Regions from separate parts of the Sus scrofa genome. Here regions 2 and 3 are each linked to region 1. A link is a contact called in public HiChIP or PLAC-seq data. All regions are on one chromosome and are shown on one strand. The core of a region is the stretch at or near the end of the contact, and the rest is flanking DNA. Distances in the headings are between cores, read along the strand shown. Region 1 overlaps GAB2 (GRB2-associated-binding protein 2). Region 2 overlaps GAB2 (GRB2-associated-binding protein 2). Region 3 overlaps NARS2 (probable asparagine--tRNA ligase, mitochondrial).

Evidence for each region. HiChIP or PLAC-seq counts read pairs in DNA pulled down with a chosen protein or histone mark.
Region 2: a contact with region 1 is called in an H3K27ac HiChIP or PLAC-seq map of alveolar macrophages. The contact joins two enhancer-like sites. A contact is called at or near these places in 6 of 47 Hi-C or Micro-C datasets (blood, embryonic fibroblasts, heart right ventricle and 3 more) and 2 of 2 datasets of contacts at active chromatin or transcription factors (alveolar macrophages and skeletal muscle).
Region 3: an H3K27ac HiChIP or PLAC-seq map of alveolar macrophages shows a contact between it and region 1. The contact joins two enhancer-like sites. A contact is called at or near these places in 1 of 5 promoter capture datasets (liver), 10 of 47 Hi-C or Micro-C datasets (alveolar macrophages, blood, embryonic fibroblasts and 5 more) and 2 of 2 datasets of contacts at active chromatin or transcription factors (alveolar macrophages and skeletal muscle).

The regions. Positions count from the first base shown.
Region 1 is chr9:12,833,613-12,836,312 of Sscrofa11.1, forward strand. The region is part of intron 1 of GAB2 (GRB2-associated-binding protein 2); the gene reads right to left. Among named protein-coding and RNA genes, the nearest start is that of GAB2, 16 kb to the right of the region's middle. Within about 2 kb of position 1,294, at least 10 of the 83 cell types and tissues checked have an H3K27ac peak or open chromatin away from gene starts, as enhancers often do. A contact at or near this core is called in alveolar macrophages, where this site is marked.
Region 2 is chr9:12,694,556-12,697,255 of Sscrofa11.1, forward strand. The region is part of intron 2 of GAB2 (GRB2-associated-binding protein 2); the gene reads right to left. It overlaps LOC110255406 (a long non-coding RNA gene), which reads right to left. Exons shown (of 2, transcript XR_002335550.1): 2 at 2,225-2,445. Among named protein-coding and RNA genes, the nearest start is that of USP35, 110 kb to the left of the region's middle. Within about 2 kb of position 1,251, at least 13 of the 83 cell types and tissues checked have an H3K27ac peak or open chromatin away from gene starts, as enhancers often do. A contact at or near this core is called in alveolar macrophages, where this site is marked.
Region 3 is chr9:12,986,027-12,988,726 of Sscrofa11.1, forward strand. The region is part of intron 5 of NARS2 (probable asparagine--tRNA ligase, mitochondrial); the gene reads right to left. Among named protein-coding and RNA genes, the nearest start is that of NARS2, 24 kb to the right of the region's middle. Within about 2 kb of position 1,300, at least 5 of the 83 cell types and tissues checked have an H3K27ac peak or open chromatin away from gene starts, as enhancers often do. A contact at or near this core is called in alveolar macrophages, where this site is marked.

The DNA of each region.
Region 1 (2,700 bases), core at 44-2,543:
TCCTTGCACCTGGCAGACATTTTAAGCATTCATTGCACAATAACTTCCTACAAGGATAAGATAATGCCATTTTGTTCTCTTCGGGATAATATAGATCCCTTTGTATCCACCATGACACAGATTCATCAATTTAGGATCAGGCAGCTTTAGACAGACAGTTTACATTTAGCACCATGCACGTCAAGTGCAATAACAAAAGAGCATATAGCACTTGCTGGCTCAAGGCTCAGTGACCACAAATCCAGTTCATAGAAAACCCTGATCAGGACGTGCATGCAAGCAAGGAGGCATTGCGCATCTGTCCCCTCAGCTTACAAAGGGCTTGGATGAGAAACAGGGCTTGGCAAGGCTATTACCTTGGAGCCCACAACAGCAAGCTATAAATAAAGAGACTTCTAACTCGGTCAAGTCCAACTTAAACAAAAGCCTCAGACAGTCTCACCAAAGGACTTGCTCCCAGCACACTACAATGTATTTGCATATTCAGCCTTTTTCTTTGCAGAGGTTTTTAATCAGGGGGTGCACAAATCACATGAATTAACTTTTTACACATATCCCTGGGCCCCATCCGTCAGAGGTTCTGATCTATTTAGACCATAGCAGGTTGGCATCTGTATTTTTTAAAGCTCCCCAGGTCCTCTGGAAACAGTGTTAGGAACCTTCAGGAAGAATGGGACGGGAAACTGGTTTCCATGCATATGGTCGAAGCTTTCATTTAACAGTCGTGCTAAACTTGTGACAGCTGTCAATCAGAAGACCAGCACCAAATCTCAATTCGACTGAAGAGAAAGCTGACACTCAAGGATTCACTTTTTTATAGTCAGCAACAAGGACAGGGCAGCACTTAAAGAGTGCTGACAATGCACTCACGCCTTCCAGAGACGGACTCTCCAAGCGCCCCTGAGGTAGCGGAGCTGTGAAAATACGTCTGGTAGAAGGAAGCTGGTCTAACGAGCTGAGGTCATTTTACTTGGGCATCGATATAAGGGAGAATAACTGTTAACCTATTTTTGAAATGCTTCCTAATTTGTGTTCCCCTGTTGACAGAGCAGTTTCTTTTCACGTGCTCCATCTATAAAGCGCCTCCTTCTTCGCAGCGAAGCTTGGCTTGGAAAGGAGGATGTGATAGAGGAGAAGCCTCAGCCATGGAAGCGGAAGTCAAAGAGAAGCCCGCCTCGTCTGGCCTTAAGAGGGAGGAAGGGGGTAGAACAGGTCAACAAGGACAGAGTCCCCTTCACATACACATTCCTTCTCGAACTCAGGGAGCAATGGCGCTTCAGAAATACTGAGACTCCAGTTTCCATACATAACATGGGGTGGCCTTCAGGTCACTGAGGTTCAATCTTCAGCCCTGTGCCAATACATGGTATGCGAGCAAGGCCTTGCCTGCAGCAGCAGGAGAAGGTCAGAAAGATGAGCTGGGGCAGCCCTGCTCGTTTCCTAAAGCCTGAGCATGGCATGCAGGGCATCTAGTTGTTGCTAAGAGACTGGGAGACCAGCAGAGGTGTGCCGTTGGAGCAGAGAGTTCTCTGTGCTCAGGGACTTTGAGACAGACGACCACAACTGCCATGGTGGGTTCCTGTACATGACTCCCAAAGGACAGACAGTACTAGATACACCTCAGTGGACAATTCCAGCATATGTTCCAGACAAGACAGTGAAGCAGACACAGCACAGACATCAACGGGGATGGCCACACAGTTGGCCTCTTCGCTCTGACTCCCACAAAGTAAGCTTTCTTATTAAGCTGTCAGTAACAGGCATTAAGCATCAATTATTTGCGACATGGTTCTAGGCTGCTAAGGATTTTGAGCTAAATGATATAAAAGCAAACATACAAACCAACCAACCAACCCTGCCCTGACTGAACAAGATTTAGGGGTGGAGAATGGCCAGTGGGCAGAACTCTGGAGAATGAAATGTTTACTCAAAGGGCTCTGATTAGGAAGCCGAACTTTTTTTTTATAATGATTTTTATTTTTTCAATTATAGTTGGTTTTCAGTGTTCTGTCAATTTCCTACTGTACAGCAAGGGGACCCAGTCACACATACATGTATACATTCTTTTTCTCACATTATCATGCTCCATCATAAGTGACTAGATAGAGTTCCTACTGCCATACAGCAGGATCCCATTGCTTATTCACTACAAAGGCAACAGTTTTATCTACTCACCCAAATTCCCAATCCATCCCACCAACCCCCCTCGGCAAACACAAGTCCGTTCTCCATGTCCATGATTTTCTTTTCTGTGGAAAGGTTCATTTGTGCCATATATTAGGTACCAGATATAAGTGAAATCATAGGTATTTGTCTTTCTCTTTCTGACTTAGCAAGTTGAACTTTGAAAAGAGTCAAAGGAGATTGTTTATCCTGAAAAGTTAAGATGTTTTACAGCGGCTTTAAAAAATGGCCAGGAGTTCACATTATGGCTCAGCAGTAACGAAACCGATGAATTCATGAGGATACAGGTTCCATCCCTGGCCTAGCTCGGTGGGTTGGGGGACCTGTGTTGCTGTAGCCGCTGGCCTACGCCAGAGCCACAGCAACGCGGGATCAGAGCAACCTACACCAAAGTGCACGGCAACGCCGGGTCCTTAACCCACTGAGCAAGGCCAGGGACCGAACCCAAGACCTCATGGTTCCTAGTCGGATTCGTTAACCACTGCGCCACGAAGGGAACTCCCAGCAGCTACAGTT
Region 2 (2,700 bases), core at 1-2,500, 140 kb before region 1:
CACAGAGCTGGAGAAGTCTCAGTTTCCTTATTTACAAACGGACATAGGCTGGTTGTAGGGGTGAAATGCAGAAAGGGTGGAGAAAATGCTGTATATTGTAGGCACTCAGAGTTCTAGCCACTTCTGTGTTCTAGTCACTTCTGTGTCCCCGGTAGTTAGAACAGTCCCAGGACAGGGTGGGTATTCAATACATATTTGTTGAATGAATCAAAGAATTTTCCCTCGCTCAAAAATCCACACACGCATGTTTCTTGTGGTCAAAATCAGAGAGGTTTTCAAGGGTTGTTAATAAGATGAAGTAAGGGTTGGGATGAGCTGGGCTCACAGACACTTGGCATTCCACCCTTCTGACATAAAGCCATGTCTAGGAAACCGGTCAGTTCTCTAACAGTCTGTAGCCCCAGACAAGTTCTTTCAAAGCTGTTTTGGCACTAAACCTTGCCAAAATCCTACTTCAGCTTGCAACTTTAAAAGATTTCTATGTGAGTTCGTGTGATTACTCCTTGGTAGATTTACTGGGTCGAAGAGTATCCCCCCTAAACACATGGAACCTCAGAATACGACCTTATTTGAAAAGAGTCTTTGCAGATGTCATTAGTTAAAATGAGGTCGCACTGCATCATCACAGGCCCCCATCCAACGACTGGTGTCCTCATAAGAAGAGAAAACAGAGACAGAGACATACAGGGAGAATGCCGTGAGATGAAAGAGGTAGAGACTGGATAAACAAATGTGATATATTCATACAGCAGAGTAACATTAATCAGCCGTAGAGGTGAATGAAATACTAATACATATTACACCATGAATGAATCTTCAAAACACTGTGCTAAGTGAAAAAAAAAATAGTGATAAACACTATGGATCACGTGACTTTATTTATGTAAAAGATTTAGAATAGGAAAACCTATAAAGACAGCAAGTGGACTCACGGCTGCCTGGAGACCTGGGGGAGCAGGAGTGGACAGTGACAGCAATGGGTAAAGGGTTTCTTTGGGGGGCTGATGAAAATTTTCTAAAAGTAGACTCTGGTGATGGTTGCACAACCGTGGGAAATACTAAACCCACTGAACTGCATACTTTAAATGGGTGAATTTCATGATATGGGCAACATATCTCAGTGTATTTATAAGCACATGCGCGGTTTGATAGTTTCTCAAAAAGTTAAACGCAGAGTCACCATATGACCCAGCAATTCCATTGGTAGGTCTACACCCAGGAGAACTGAAAACATATGTCCACACAACAACTTGTGTATGAATGTTCACAGCAGCACTACTCACAAGAGCTGAAAGAGGAAATAATCCAAACGCCGGTAGGCTGACTGACAAATAAAATGTGGCTTATTGTACGGTGGAATACTATTCAGCACTAAGAAGAAGAAAGTACAAATACCTTTTACAACATGTATAGGCCTGGAAAGCACTATGTGAAGTGAAAAGAAGCCAGACTCCATGTCTATGAAATGCCTGGAATTAGGAAATACAGAGAGACAGAAAGTAGATTAGTGGTTACTTTTGGCTGGGATAAGGATGGGGCATGGGAAGTGACTGCTGACGGGTATATGGTTTCTTTGTGGGGTCATAAAGATGTTCCCAAATTAGATTGTGATGGTGGCTGCACAACCCTGTGAATATACTAAAAAACACTGACTTTGATATTTTAACTGAGTGACACATGATAACGTGAATTAACACACGCGCGTGCATAAGCCCTTTGCAATGTGAAGTATATGCAAGAGACTGACAGTCATCCGGTTAAATACACCTGACCTTTAGTTTTTCTTCCCTCTCTGAAGAGAAAGCTGGATGCTCAGTAAATACCAAGCCCTTGCTCAAGTACACGGAGCAAGGGACAGTCTCCACTTCTACCTTCAGGTGCCTATGCCTCCTCCCACCCCACTGCGCAGAGGGCCATCCCATGATCGCAGCAAGGCAGTGGGAGGGGCAACTAAACAAAAGCAAGAATGCGTGGCCGGGGTGGGGGGGACTCAGGGAGGCTGCAATTCCACCTCGCAGTGCGCGGACCTCCGGCACACGACAGGGGTCTGGTGCCAGCTCTGCCAACAACGAGCTGTGAGATCGCAGACAGGCCTTGCTCTGAGCTTTAGTTCCTCTCCGGTCATGTTGGGAGGATGACCTCCGGCCTGCCCGTCTGTCTTTCTCGGCTGCTGCAAAGGGTGAATGAGACAAGGTTGTGCAAATAAACCCATGCACTTCTATCAAATGTTCTTACGATTTGTTTTTATTGCCTGGGTACCTCTTGAAGAAAGGAAAGAACGGTACAGATAGAGGAAAACATTATTTGGGACATGGCTGGGCTGGTTTTGGTATGTGGCTGCAGGCCTGCGGTAAGGATGTGTCTTGAGTCCTTAGGAAGGTCAGTTACACAGCAAGAAGAAAATGGACATTTCCAGACTTCTGGCCTGAGCGCCGATGTCCAAGTCTAGACGAAAGATAATGCCAGAAAATGCCTGAGTCAATTTGTTTTCTTTTCAACGGGGTTTTATTTTTTTCCTCTTCTTCCTGGCTTCTTTTTAGGGCCCTACAAAATCACTCCCCTTCCTTTCCACAATCACCCCTGGGAAGCCTGCCCAGCCTACAAACACGCCTCCCACCTTCTTGCAAAACTCTAGAACAGGAAGGCTCTGAAGGATTTCAGTAGAGGAGCCCAGCCCAGCTCAGCCCAGCCATCAACCAG
Region 3 (2,700 bases), core at 50-2,549, 150 kb after region 1:
TATAAAGTGTCTAGGAATAAATCTAAGAAAGGTATGTGCAATCTTTAGAAAATTAACTTGTATTGAAAAATATTAAGGAACTCCTAAACATATGAATAGACCACGTCCAGTGATAGTAACACTTAATACCACAAAGATATCAGTTTTTCCAAACCGATCTACTGAATCAATGCTATTCCAATTAAAGAGCAAACAGAGGTTTTTGGAGCTTGTCAAAATGATCTGTAAGTTTGTATGAAGAGAAAAGGATCAGGAAATTCTTTAAATCAGGTGGCAGGATTTGCTTTACTGCCTATGAAGACTTAGCAAAGAGCTATAGCAATTGAGTGAGGCACTGGCACAGGGATATTCTGAAAAACTAATGGAAGATAATAGAGCACACAGAAATAAGATACACACATATATGGAAACTTGATTTATGACAGAGCTGGCAACTGCAATCACAGGAAGAAAAATGAACTATTCAATAAATAGTACTTAAATAATTAGGTATCCATTTTGGAAAAAAATTGGACTTTTGCATCATATCCAAAATTAAATTCCAGAAATTAAAGACATGTGTAAAGTATAAACTATAAAACTTTTAGTACATAATACAGAAGGGATTTCTTAAACAAGATACAAAAGCACAAAACATCAAAAAAAGACTGAAATTTGACTAAATTAAGAATTCTAATTTAAAATTTAAATTAATCTCTGTATTATAAAAGAGAAAAGGCAAGCCACAAGCTGAGAGAAAACATCTGCAACATACACTCAACAAAAGATTGATAGCCAAGGATGCAAAAACACCGATATGAAAAGACAACACAACAGAAAATATAGAAGAGGAAATGAGTGGCCAATAACTGTAAGAAAAAATGATCAATCACAGCTTACCAGGGAAAAGCAAATTAAAATCACTTCAAAAAAAATTAAATAAATAAAATCACATCAAAAACCCATTTTAGGATCCCTGGCCTCGCTCAGTGGGTTAAGGATCTGGCATTGCCACTGAGTTATGGTGCAGGTTACAGACGTGGCTTGGATCTGGTGTTGCTGTGGCTGTGGCACAGGCCAGGAGTTACGCCTCTGATTCGACTGCTGGCTGGGAACCTCCATATGCTGCACGTGCAGCCCTAATAAGCAAAAAAAAAAAAAAAAAACAAAAACAAAAAAAACAAACAAAAAAAACCCCAAAACCAAAACCAACAAAAACCCTTTTACATCCATGAGGTTGGCAAAATTTTAAGACTGGAAATATTGGGTACTGGTAAGGCGTGGAACAGCACACCCTGCTGGTGGGAGTTTAAAATTCAGTATTCCTTTTTAAAAATCAGGATCTTCTAACAAAGTGGAAGCTATGAACATGCACTTCCACTGTTCTGTATGACCCTTGAAGGCATACTGAAACCACTGAGAGAGCCTTAAAAAATACGAATTCTTGAGTCCTACATCCCAGAGATTCTGATTTAATTGAAATCATGGCGGGGGGGGGGGAGCTCATTACAGAAAAAGATGATGATTCCATTGGTGTAAGTTGAGACCCATGTAAACCAAAACAGTATTTCGCCTAGGGCGACATCCATGTGGTGAAACTATTTTTTTTAAAGTATGGATATAACAAAACACAAAATCAGCATAGTGGAAAGAGGGTGGGAAGATGGAATGCAGGGGGCACAAAGTGGGGGATAAAAAGTACTAATAATTGCATATTTCTTAAGTTTATTCTTAAGTTTAGTGGGACCATGTGTATGCTTTACACTACCTACATAGCTTATTTTACATCTGTACAATATTTACATCTGTACAATATTTAATAAAAATAAGCTAAGTATTATTAACAGGTTATTTACACAAAAAAGAGCAGTACTCAACCCGTAGTTCTTGCCAACAGTAAGTCATCAGTAAATGTTGTTATTCTCTTCCCGCAGGAAAATAAAAGGTTGTCTTGGAAGAATGGTCAAAGAGAAACGGTAAGGACACTTTAGTGTTCTCAACAGTTGTCTGTACCTAATAAAAAGTCTTCTTTAATCTCAGAACTTTACTCAAGGTTCTGCTATCTTTTCTCAAAAGCCCAACTTCAGGAGTCATTAGAGTGTGACAAATGGCATTTACTTTACAGCCTAATAGATCTTGTTTAAACTGCAACTCCGTATTTTACTGTGTGGCTTTTGATAAATTCTACCTGGGCCTAGTTTCCTAACATTAAAAAAAAAAAAAAAAAAAAAAGAGGCGTTCCTGCTGTGGTGCAATGGGATTGGTGGCATCCTGGGAGCTCTGGAGCACAGGTTCAATTCCTGGCCCAGCACAGTGGGTTAAGGATCTGGAGTCTTGGATCTGATCCCTGGCCAGGGAATGCCATAAGCCATAAGCCACGGGAGGCCAAAAGAAAAAAAAAAAAGAAAGAAAAAAACACAGATAATTCATTCAACAAATATTTATAAAGCAACTATCACATGCCAGATATTATATAATAATGTACAAGAGACACATAGTTTCTGCCCTTGTAAAGGCAAACTAATTCCTATTGCAAAGGGTTGCTGAAAAGATTATATAATATAAACAAAGGAATTTGACATGGTGCCTGAAATGCACTTGGTATTCAATAAATGCTATTTCTCTTCCTGCTTGGAATACCTAAAGCTTAAGTAATCACTTAAGGTGAATTACTCCTTTTAGAAACTCTAAGAGTCTAATAACATTATTAAAAACACCAAC